Linked DNA regions of Danio rerio: all the other regions are linked to region 2. A link is a contact called in public HiChIP or PLAC-seq data. All regions are on one chromosome and are shown on one strand. Each heading gives the region's core, a stretch centred on a gene start, on an enhancer-like site or on the middle of the called end of the contact. The rest is flanking DNA. Distances are from core to core; before and after follow the strand shown. Region 1 holds the start of or91a2 (olfactory receptor, family 91, subfamily A, member 2). Region 2 holds the start of zbtb16b (zinc finger and BTB domain containing 16b). Region 3 holds the start of ncam1b (neural cell adhesion molecule 1b).

The links. HiChIP or PLAC-seq counts read pairs in DNA pulled down with a chosen protein or histone mark.
Region 1: an H3K4me3 HiChIP or PLAC-seq map of embryo shows a contact between it and region 2, with 6 times the contacts expected there. The contact joins the promoter of or91a2 here to the promoter of zbtb16b in region 2. A contact is called at or near these places in 1 of 18 Hi-C or Micro-C datasets (embryo) and 2 of 4 datasets of contacts at active chromatin or transcription factors (caudal fin and embryo).
Region 3: an H3K4me3 HiChIP or PLAC-seq map of embryo shows a contact between it and region 2, with 4 times the contacts expected there. The contact joins the promoter of ncam1b here to the promoter of zbtb16b in region 2. A contact is called at or near these places in 4 of 18 Hi-C or Micro-C datasets (caudal fin, embryo, hematopoietic stem cells and 1 more) and 2 of 4 datasets of contacts at active chromatin or transcription factors (caudal fin and embryo).

What each region holds. Positions count from the first base shown.
Region 1 is chr15:20,670,855-20,674,529 of GRCz12tu, forward strand. It overlaps or91a2 (olfactory receptor, family 91, subfamily A, member 2), which reads right to left and starts at 1,315. Exons shown (of 1, transcript XM_017351101.4): 1 at 68-1,315. The coding sequence starts at 1,315. The coding sequence ends at 335.
Region 2 is chr15:20,802,220-20,805,877 of GRCz12tu, forward strand. zbtb16b (zinc finger and BTB domain containing 16b) reads right to left here and starts at 2,186. Exons shown (of 7, transcript XM_693182.8): 1 at 2,137-2,186; 2 at 1-378. The coding sequence starts at 324.
Region 3 is chr15:21,016,494-21,020,349 of GRCz12tu, forward strand. It overlaps ncam1b (neural cell adhesion molecule 1b), which reads right to left and starts at 1,958. Exons shown (of 21, transcript NM_131831.1): 1 at 1,697-1,958. The coding sequence starts at 1,748.

The sequences.
Region 1 (3,675 bases), core at 65-2,564, 130 kb before region 2:
TCAGAATATGTATGTTGCTTACATTTTATATAAATATGTATGTTAAATAGTAAATGACCATGAACATGACTTTACCCATATATTTGACATGTTACTTTCACAAAAGTTATTTGAAACATTATTTTCATACTTTATTTTCAGATAACATGCTTTTTATATTTATTTAATCACTTCTGTAAATTTAATTTGATGTGAACAGTTATAGACAGATAGATTAATAAACACATAATTAATAAAATAAATTACATCTAGCCATGCATATGAATGTAAAATCAATGCTAAACATTTGTGCTGTTTATTCTAATGAAGTAACAAACTATACGTTGTGTAAGGTTTAATTGTGTATGGAAATGCTCAAAGCACCTCCAATAGTTTTACTATCTTTTATTTTGTGCTTTTTATAAACATAAATGCCACAAAAGGCATAATATTTAAGAGCATTATAAAACTTTTTGTCTCGTAATCCATAAACTAAGGGACTCAAACAACGGGGCAAGATCCAAAACAACATGAAATTTGAGAATTTTACATTAATAAACAGCATGATATCTACTTTCAATGTTAGAATATCAATATACGGTGTTATAAGCTGCATCATACCCAGAATCAGCTGAAGGCCATGGAGAATAACAGTTCTGAGACCCTTATATGTTGACTTCTTGTTCTCGGCTGAGGCTGATTTGGCCGCAACCATAATCTTGATGTAGGTGGAGGCAACGATAAACAATGTTATGACACACAACAACTGATGACTTGCTGCTCTCATGTCTGCCAACCATTTCACTTGAAACATGACCTCAATGCTACACACAACATAAGAGTTCATGGCGTTAGTAGGAGTATAAGCGAATGCGATAATAAAAATAACCACTGGGACAACACCACTGACACCCCATACGATTAGAAGCCCATTGATGGTGTTTTTGGGACTGGAGATGCTGGCATGTCTTAAAGGCAAACATATGGCCACATAGCGCTCCAAACACATGGCTACAAGAGTCACAGGTGAACAAATACTGAGCCAACCCATGACTGTACAGAAGATGTAGCAAAAAATAATGTGAATGAACAATTGGTAAGCCGAACCTACAAGGGTTAAATCAGCAAATAGCATAATAGCAGAGTCAACAAACAGAGTCTGAGCAAACAGAATGTAGCGTGTGTCCCTGAAGGTCTCCTTCTTCAGAAAGGTGAAAATCATCAGTCCGTTTACATACAGAAGAATACCGACCAGCACCTGCACCGTCAAAGACTTCTCTTTTATTGCTTTTGAAATAAATGTGTTGCCTAGACTGCTGTTTGCTGTGGAGTTCATAATGACAGCAAAATAAACTTGCCATAAAAAAGATGGAAAAACATCTGAGCTTTCCTTCCTCTGTGCTGTTTTTATATAGCTTTAGATGGGCTGGACCTCTTTTTGTTTACAAATGCTTGTCTTTCAGCATTGCAGATGTTTCTATGACCACAGCACTGATTTCATCATTTAAGATGAATATGATGAAGTAAAGTTGGACAAAAATTGCATCATTCAGCACTTAAGGCCTAATGAACTAATATTATGCTTCTAGAGTTCCAGACAACATGATAGTCATTTTGTTTACACCACCATACTGGAAGGCAGGGAAAGCCAGGAGCAAATATGAAATTACTGGTGCCAGTGAAACTTATTGAGCAATAGAGTTACTGTACATAACACACTTTAAATCAAAAGACATAGATAGACCTGTACATTGCACCTGTACATTGTACCTGTACAAATCCAAGTGAAAAACAGACAGATCTGAACAAAACAAGACGTTACTTACTGGATAGTGTGGCGAGAGACAAATTGCCGTCACCTGGTCACACCTCATCAACGCTGATCATCGCCACCGCGATTACATCAGAGGGAGAGGATTTAAGGACAAGACATGAGTGCTTCAGTGAGCTATGATCTCCACTCTTACCCAGACAATTATACCTCTCTGTTTCACACAGACTCCAGCCGATAGATCAGCGTCACTTAACTTCCGAGCCTGCACGACTGCACCTCTGCAGATTCCCAGGTTCCCTTCACTCACCCTTCAGAAGCATCCCTGTCTACACCACTTATCTTCTTGCATTGCTTCTGGAAAATACTTGTAAATAAATCACGCTCCGGGTGTACATCCAGTCCAGTGTTGCGTTGCATTTGTTCCTCTTCTCGCCACAACTGGTGGAGAATGCGGGCAGAAAACACATCCAAACTGTGAAATGGGAATATTTAAATTCTGTCCTTGGTCTGTTCCAGCAACCCAGCCGCTCTCCACACCAATCTCTACGCCTTCTGCCATCCAGGTACCCCAGAGCAGTGACGTCAACGGCCATGGAAGAAATTATACACCACCTTGTGGAGATTTCCACAAGACAGCAAGTGTTCACAGACTCGCTGGACACTAAACAGGAATGGTTGGAACAAGAGCTGCTACAGCTGGCCAAGTGAGTTTCGCTCCCGGACCCCAGCATTGCAGCCTACCATCATTCTACCAAACTTAGCACCCTGGATGAAATAGACTCATATTTACACACGTTTGGAGTGATTGTAAGAGAAGAGTCTAGCCTAAAGAGGAATGAGTGAAAATTCTAGCTCCATTTTTACCCAAGGAGCCACTGTGGGCTTATTACGCTCTGGAGGCTCCCAGGAATGATGACTATAAGGTATAAAGAGGAAAACTTTAGCCCAAGTGCGACTGTCACCCATAAGCACTGCTTAGCTGTTCAATTCCTGGTCCTTTGAAAGCAGGGCCCGTGCAGTTAAAAGCAGCCTACCTCACCTGCTCAGCCTGTTTGTGGCTCCTCATTGACAACCTAAGCGGTACCCAGGGCTAGCCCTGAAAAAGAGGTCATTGAAAAATTGCTGCAGGGGCTTCCCAGAAGAAAATTTGGCAAATTTTAGTAGAGCTAGCAGAAACAACCCACACCCGAGATAGAGGAGAGAGATCGGCTGCACAGCGCTGGAGGGTGAACCACTCCTGGCAAATGGCAGAGGGTATGGCGAGACCAGACAGCAGACCTGGGGTCCCGAGCCTTGCAGACAGGCTCATGCCTCTGCCCATCAATCCAGCGACCTCAGTGGCACGTGCCTGGCTGGCTGGCCGCATTGTGCATATAACAGTTCCCCCGGCACTCCAGCAAGAAAAGTACTGCTAAATGGAAAAAACCCTGCTGGCCACACTTGACACTGGGAGTGCAATAACTTTAATCAAACCTGGCATGAGACCAACTAACCCAAGAGGTAAAGTGAAAATGCCTTTTTTATGTGTCTCTGGTGATACCAGATATGTTCCCCCACAGCAGGTGATGATCTCAGCCAGCGCAGGTGCATGGTCCTACGAAGTATGGGTGATGCCTGACCTTCCCTTCCCTCTCTTCCTGGGTCAAGACTGGTCCTACTCACCCTTTCAGCTCCTAAAAAAGGAAAAGGACCACGTCATCAACATCATGGGACCACCAACCTGCACTTATGGCCACCGAGAGCGATAGAGGGGGTGAGTCCAAACACTCACCTGCTAACCCATATTATGATCTGTTTGAACAAGTGACAAAAGGTGGCACGTTTAGGAAAGCACAACGAGAAGAAAATTTTCAAAAAGCAGTTGAGAAATTGCTGGTCAAAATTGCTGGTCACAAGAGTGGTAGAAAAAACATAGATTACCA
Region 2 (3,658 bases), core at 936-3,435:
AATCTCTGCGGCGTACAGCAGGTCATCCAGGTCTTCCAGCTTGGCTTGGAGCGTGGCGGTGTAGGCGTACTCCAAAATCTGCTGGAAGGTCTTTGGTGAGAGGAAGTCCAGAGTGTAATGTTGGCTGTTGCGGTGGAACAGGATCTCGAACATCTTACTAGCACATGCAAGCACGGTTCTGTGCGCATGAAACTCCTGGCTGTCGACCATGATGACCACATCACACAATGTCCCAGACAGGCGCATCTGGTTGGCCTTCTGCAGGAGAGTTGTAGGGTGGCTGGGGTTCTGAAGGTGGATCGCACCCATTTTAGTCAAATCCATAACATCAAGATTTACCGAACCATCTCACAGATCTGCTTCCCTCCTTGAGTGCTCCTGCAAATGTCATTCAGTCAGTTGTGTATCAAAAACAAGCACCAAATATACTACGTCAGATGTGTTCATCTAAGTTACACAGGTCACGTTAATCATCACTCAAACAGGTTAACTGAGTGCATTGAGAAAGAGTCAAAGGGGAGTTGTTGTTGTTGTTATTGAACCGCCATAAAGAAGCACTAGCCAATCGTCACAACATGTACTTAATCTTATGCAATCGCAGCTATAGTAATGGAAGGCTGCCAGATGAAACTGAACTGACTGCATTCGGCACATGCTCTGGATGAGTTTGCATTTATGATATTGTTCTTCAGGCAAAAAGCATAATTTGTTTTAATTGTAGGCCCACTTTGTAGCAACACCGAGTCACATTCCTGCAGTCGAAAATAATAAAAACACCCCAGGAGCGACATTTTAAAGGCATTTCTGTTGTGACATGTAGAAAAACCACAAGACTGACTGTTGGTCATATACTGTATATTTTAAAATTCTGTACATTTTTTATTTACAGTTCAGCTAATATCAGCAAAAGTTTCTGAAGTGTTCAGCTGATTCACATTTTTGTCTGACACAATAACTAATAAAGCTGACTTAGTATTCTAAACATTTTTGTTTTTCTTTTAAGCGTGAATGACTATTAGACCTATTACCATAATTAAAGATTTGTCTGTTGTTATGACAAATTATTAGATTATTTAACATCATATCAATTGATGGTAAGAAAAAAATAGATGATAAATATATGTACTGTAAAGTATCAGTTTCTGAAGTATTGCATAGGTATTGCACTCACACCTTCCTTGGACTAACCAAGCAATTGCTACAGTCGTGATCTTTAAAAAAAAATCGATAGAGTAGATTATGAATGAGTTAAATAGATATAGATAACAAACAATTAAGTTTAACATATCAATATGCAGCAAAATTATATCCGCATCAATTAATATTAGGCCTATTAATTAATAATATATCATAGGTAACGTCAAATAAAATGTATATTATAAAATAAAGTAATAGTGTGCAATCAATTTTAACATAACAAATAAATAACAAAAAATGCCAATTTCCTAAGTATCGTCCAACCTCCTGTTTTATTTCAAACCTCAATATGTATTTAGTCCGCATGTGTAAATTGCAATCAAGACACTAAGTGCATGTTCTATTAGTCTTAAAAACATGTAGCTTGCACCAAACGCTTCATTTACAAATAACGATATAATGAAGAGGAAAAAAAGGTGGGGATGCATCTTCAACCCTGAAAAGGTTGAGCTCTCCTAACCTTTCAGCCTTTAAATCACGCAAACGTACACTGATAACGTGAGAGTTACTAATTAGACTCACATCTCTATTTATCTCCTGCCTCTGACCATGATTTGACAAACATTACCGATTATATCAGGTTTACGAAGGATGACATGATAAGCAAAAGATCAGACCCCGCGAAGCCATCCGTGCAACAGTCTGTCTCAACATTCAGCCCTTCCAAATGCACCTGACCGACAAGTTGTTTTACGCAACATTAACAGCAGTTACTTCGCAAATGAAATCATTTTATAACACTTACTCTACGTGTCCAGAAAGCGCAAACAAACACGCAGGAGCGCGCGTGCTACGTCTTAAAACACAAGAAACAAGTTGCATCCTCAACGCTAAATGAACTCATTCTCGCAGCACTTTCGCCTACTAATAGGCATTCATACTGTCGCACTCAGCATGGGGAACAATTAAAGCTTTACCGGCGAAGTTATTTTCACTTACCTGCAACTGGCGCGTAAATTGAACACTTGTTATTAAGGCATCAACATACTGAGGTTCAGAGGAGCCGCTTCACGCGCTCTACACTCGCCGTGCGGATTCCAATCATCATCATCAGCGTGACGTCAAAGCAATGGCTCGCTGTTTTCACTGAGGCGCGCCAAGACGCCGCGCGCACGAGCCCCGCGATTATTAGTGCTTTGCTTTCAGGATGGAAGCTGCTCAAGAAAACAGCACCTTGTTGCCTGAATCGAACTCAAACTCTTTATGAGCATTTGCGTATGACTGGGAATCGGTCATTAACAGCGAAATATATACAGCCCTCTTACAGTTCCCTCAGTTGATGTGTTAAGTTTAAAGAGCACGACTGTATTAAAAGGGCTTAAGCTTGACAATGAATGAAGGGAAGAAACGATGAATGAGAATAAAAGGACGCACAACAGTACAGTGCCAATGAATGTAGAATCAGTCTAATCCCGTAGTCTTCTAATCTGGAGACATGCTGCTTTATTCCCTAAACTGTAACCCTGAAAACATCTGAGGACTTCTAGATATTTGTGTGGCTGTTTTACTCTGCCACTTTGATGATTACGTTTTATTATTATTATAAATAATTTTAAAAGCCCTTTTACACGTTAGTTTGGGTAATTATATGCAACCAACCCTGAACCAAACTTAGCTATTTTAGCCCTCTGGTGAGTACATGTTAATTAATACAGCCACACTCGGTATTTAAAAGTATAATTACACTGTAATAAATTCACCCTAACATAAACTGACCACAATATTGTTCCTTGCAATTTTAGATTGATAACAATTTACCCAAAGGCTTTCAGAAAGTTGCATTACAGTGCATTTAGTTTGTTCGATGTTAAGAAACAAAACAAACTGCATTGGAACAGACTCGCTGTCTGACTTGCATGTGTTAGTGTTGTCGAGTATGTTTATATGAAGCACGTGCGGTCACGTCTCATTTTCTGATACACGAGCGTAATGAAATAGCGCCACTTGCTGGGGAAAAACTTCACTTGTGACCTGGACCACAAAAATCAGACGTGTAATCTTTTAGAAATCTCCTAAAAGCTTAATAAATAAGCTTTCCGTTGATATATGGTTTGTTAGGATATATTTGTCCATGATACAACTATTTGAAAATCTGAAATACAAGAGTTAGAAAAAATCTAAGTACTAGGAAAATTTTAAGTCTTTAAAGTTGACAAATTGATATGCTTTGCAATGCACATTAATACTAATGAATTGGATTTTGATACATTTACAGCAGGAAACTGTAAAAATATCTTCATGAAACTTGATCTTTGTTTAATATTCTAATGAGATAAGACATATCAATTGTTTTGACTTATATGTATTTTTTCATTCATTCATTTTTCTTCGACTTTATTCATCAGGGGTCACCAAAGAGAAATGAACCACCAACTTATTCAGCATTTATATTACATAGCGGATGGCCTTCCAGCTGCAACCCAGTACTAGGAAACACCCATTTACACACTGTGGCCAATTT
Region 3 (3,856 bases), core at 708-3,207, 210 kb after region 2:
CTGTCCCAAGTCTAAAAAATGCTAAAGCTCAATGCATTTAATGCACAGTAGCTTCTCTCAAAGCAGTAATTTGAGGCCAAGCATATGCCATCCATTTTTCATGTTCAGGAGCACAATGCCACAAGAATTTAAGAGAAACATTTGGCAGTAAAGCAACATGGTTTGTTGGTTGCAAAGATGAGCATAGCCATTTTGTAAAATGTTTATGTTTTATCACTTAGGCTAATTGTCATCTGTTATATATAAACGACTCAACAAACATGTATAAGAAAATAAATAAAACATAAATACATAAAAACGTAATGATCAAAAATGATGCACTCTTTACAAAAAAACAAGAAAAAGGTAATGCAAGTAGACAAACAGTCAAGTACTACATTTAATAAATATGTTTCAATAATATTTTATTATTTAGCCATAGGACATGTTGCTTTTACAGTTTTTAAGTAGGTATTACTCTTGTTACTTATTCTTTAGAGTGTAAATAATAAGTCATTTTTTATGTCTTTTAAAAAACTAGTTTTCTTTAATACAATGCAGGCAAATTTAAAGGGATAGTTCACTCGAAGATGAAAATTGTGCATCATTTACCCATCCACCACTTGTTCCAAACCTGTTTACGTTTCTTTCTACTGTAGAGTACAAAACAAGATGTGTTGGAAGCCTCTAAGTACTGACTTCCATATTATTTGTTTTTCCTATCAGTTACAACATTCCAACATTCTTCAAAATATCATATTGTGAATTCAACAGAAAAAAAGAAACTCAAAATGGATTGGAACAAGTCAAAAGTGAGGAAACGTGAAGAATTTTTATTTTTATTTTAGGCTGAACCCTTTAAGTAAACTTTCATTATTTCAGACAGTAAAATTTAGATTTTAGGAAAACACCTGTTTTTGCTTTTGAAGAGTAAAACCCATCTAATAAAGAAAAAAACATTAAATAATAAACATTTATAAATTCCAAAAATGTAATAAATATTTATAAAAGATGCAATTAACATCATTTATAATCTCAAAATTCAATTCAAGTTTGCCAATTACAATCAAAATGGCTTTTGCAGTGATAACATTCTCTTAACTGCATTATAGTTGGGATTCCGCGTCGTGTATGATGTAATATTGATACACAAAACAGGTTAATTACATCATAGACAGTTCCCGCCCAAACTCCCTGATTGGATCTTTCTCGAGTCGTGCAGCAGGTGGACTGCCAAGAAATTCATCCCACTGTCCCATAAGGATTTACAAAGGATCAATTCAAATCAATGCGATTCTTCTGCTATCCTGCAGACGCTTTAACTCAGAGTACAAGACTGATTATAATATTAGCTCGATAATCCTCTCATGTTAAGGACAGGTTCTATTGTCAAAGCCCTTTGGATATAGCCTAGCAAATTAGCCCACACAGCAGTTCCTATAAGATGTATTATTATTATAAGGATACACAAGAAACCGCATGAAAGTAGTAAACAACACGTTGCTCCTCACAAACTATGCAACAGTGCAGATCAATGAGAACAACAGAATTCAAACAGGTCCAGAGATGCACCTGCCAGTGACACCAGCATCACCACATCACTGCCCATAAAAGTAGCATGCAAATCAGAAAGAAAATTGCACAAAACCACTGCTATCATTATATAACTTTTTGTGTTTAGGGTTAGCCTACTGCATAACACATAACGCTCTCTTACCTGCGTTGTCAAAGAAAAGAAGCACCAAGATTATCGCCTTGGTCGGAAACATTGCACTCCCTTTATGAACACACAGTGTGTTTACTGTTTGTTTTTGCCTTCCGTGCTAGAAACGAAGAATCCGTAATCCGTAAAATGATGCCCGAGAAGTTTCCGCGAAGTTTTCTGGACGGGACGCGATTGTTTACGAGAATCCCCGACGCTTGGACTGTATTGATATTGTTGCGGTTTAGATTCGCGTGCCCATATGTCGCGCGCTGAGACTGAGAGGCAAAAGCGCGTGCACACGCAGCTTCAAGATGCACGCGAATTAATCCGCCCAATCAGCGGCGCCTCTGAGGAGAGACAGCGATATGATCAAATGAAGCACTGAACCAAAGCCTGGAAACCAAACACGATCCCCACATCCATCTGACCGAGAAAGAGGAAAGAATGGGAGGGAAAATCAAGTAACAAGTCTTTATCACGTACAATACTTCGGGTAGGTTGAGTTATACTCGAATGTTTAAAGGGATAGCAGTTCAGCTGAGGCATTTTGTTATCATTTACTCACTCTTATTTTCTTCCAAACCTGTATGATTTCCTTCTTCCAAGAAGAAATAATACTCCTAAAGTATGCACTGATATGGACTGGAGATAGATGAAACAATAATGAAAGGAGACTGTATTCTTCATAACAAATCGAGAAGAAAATTTTAAAAGACCCGTTGTTTAGCATATATAAGGGGTTTTCAATGTTTTTTTTTTTTTTTAATTTCATGGTCCGCCAAATATGATCATCCATGTGCAAAATACCCATCTTAAATAGATAAACTATAAGGATTCTTTTGTGTATTTACAATATTTTTTACAGTAATTATTTACTACTGCATATTTATTTATTTATTTAAATATGTTTGTATTTATTTATATATTATTAATAATTTCATCTTATTTTAAATATCATTAATATTTTTTAAATCAAACTCCGCATAGATTATATTTTATTTTGTTTAGTCATTTTTCCATTATTTTACAATTTAATTAGTTTTAATTAATAATAAAAAAGCTTCTTTTATATTTATGTTAATACAATTGTCTAATTTTAATGTAATTTTTATTTGAATAAAGTCTTAATTTTTTTTTGTTATTACTGCTATCCATGTTCATTATTTATTTATTTATTTAATTTTATTTACTTTTTTTTTTTTTTTTCAAACTTTTCAACAGACCCCCTAGCACTACCTTGCATCCCCCAGGGGGTCCCTGGACCCCAGTTTGAAAACCCTGCGTAAAGTGAAGGCGGTGCCCCATTTTGTCATTCTTGAAATAATGATCTCCCTCACGGATCAGTTCACTGATGTTTCTTTTATCTATCTCTTTATAACCCATGCAGAGCTAAAGAGCCACTGCTTTTCACTGTGGCTTTAGAAAAGAAGCCATGAACTTTCAGAGAACAATGATCATCTAAAAGTAGAATCCAAGTATCCAATTTAAAGCTGTGCTTTTGGCCAAGTGTTTTAGCGTGAGTGAGAATTGGCAGTTAGACTTGTTATTGTGTTCATGCATGCATTACACGGTGAGGTTTATTTGCTTCAATATATTTTCAACAAGAAATAATTGCATCCTTCCACAGTTAGGCAGAACTAAACCGAGCATTTTTACATAATTTATCATTTTAGGTTTTTATTCATTATTTTAGCAACACTTTACATTACAGGTGGTGTAATAACCATAATTGAATGCTTAATTAAGGGAACAGTTCATTCAAAAATTTAAATGTTTCTGTTAATCTACTCATGGATTTTTACAATGCAAGATAATGGCATAATATCGTTGAGAGCCAAAGTTATTTATTTTGATTGGTTAACAATTGTTTGAATTTCAATTTTATATATTTATTGACTTGCTAGCTCTTGATGGTGATTGTATGAATCACCAAGGACAAGCATTTCAGCTATACAGATCTTCTTTAATAGGGGAAGTGTATGTATAGTGTTATTCATGAGTCATTCATTAGTCATTTCAATTACTAATGAAGCTAATCATAATTGAATATACAGTATAACATAGAAAAGAACTCATTCAAAAGTCTACTGTAGCAGCAACTAATATATTAAGTACATTAGTTGCTATTAATTAAAGGTGTCATGTATTAATTCAATACAGTAGAATAAAATT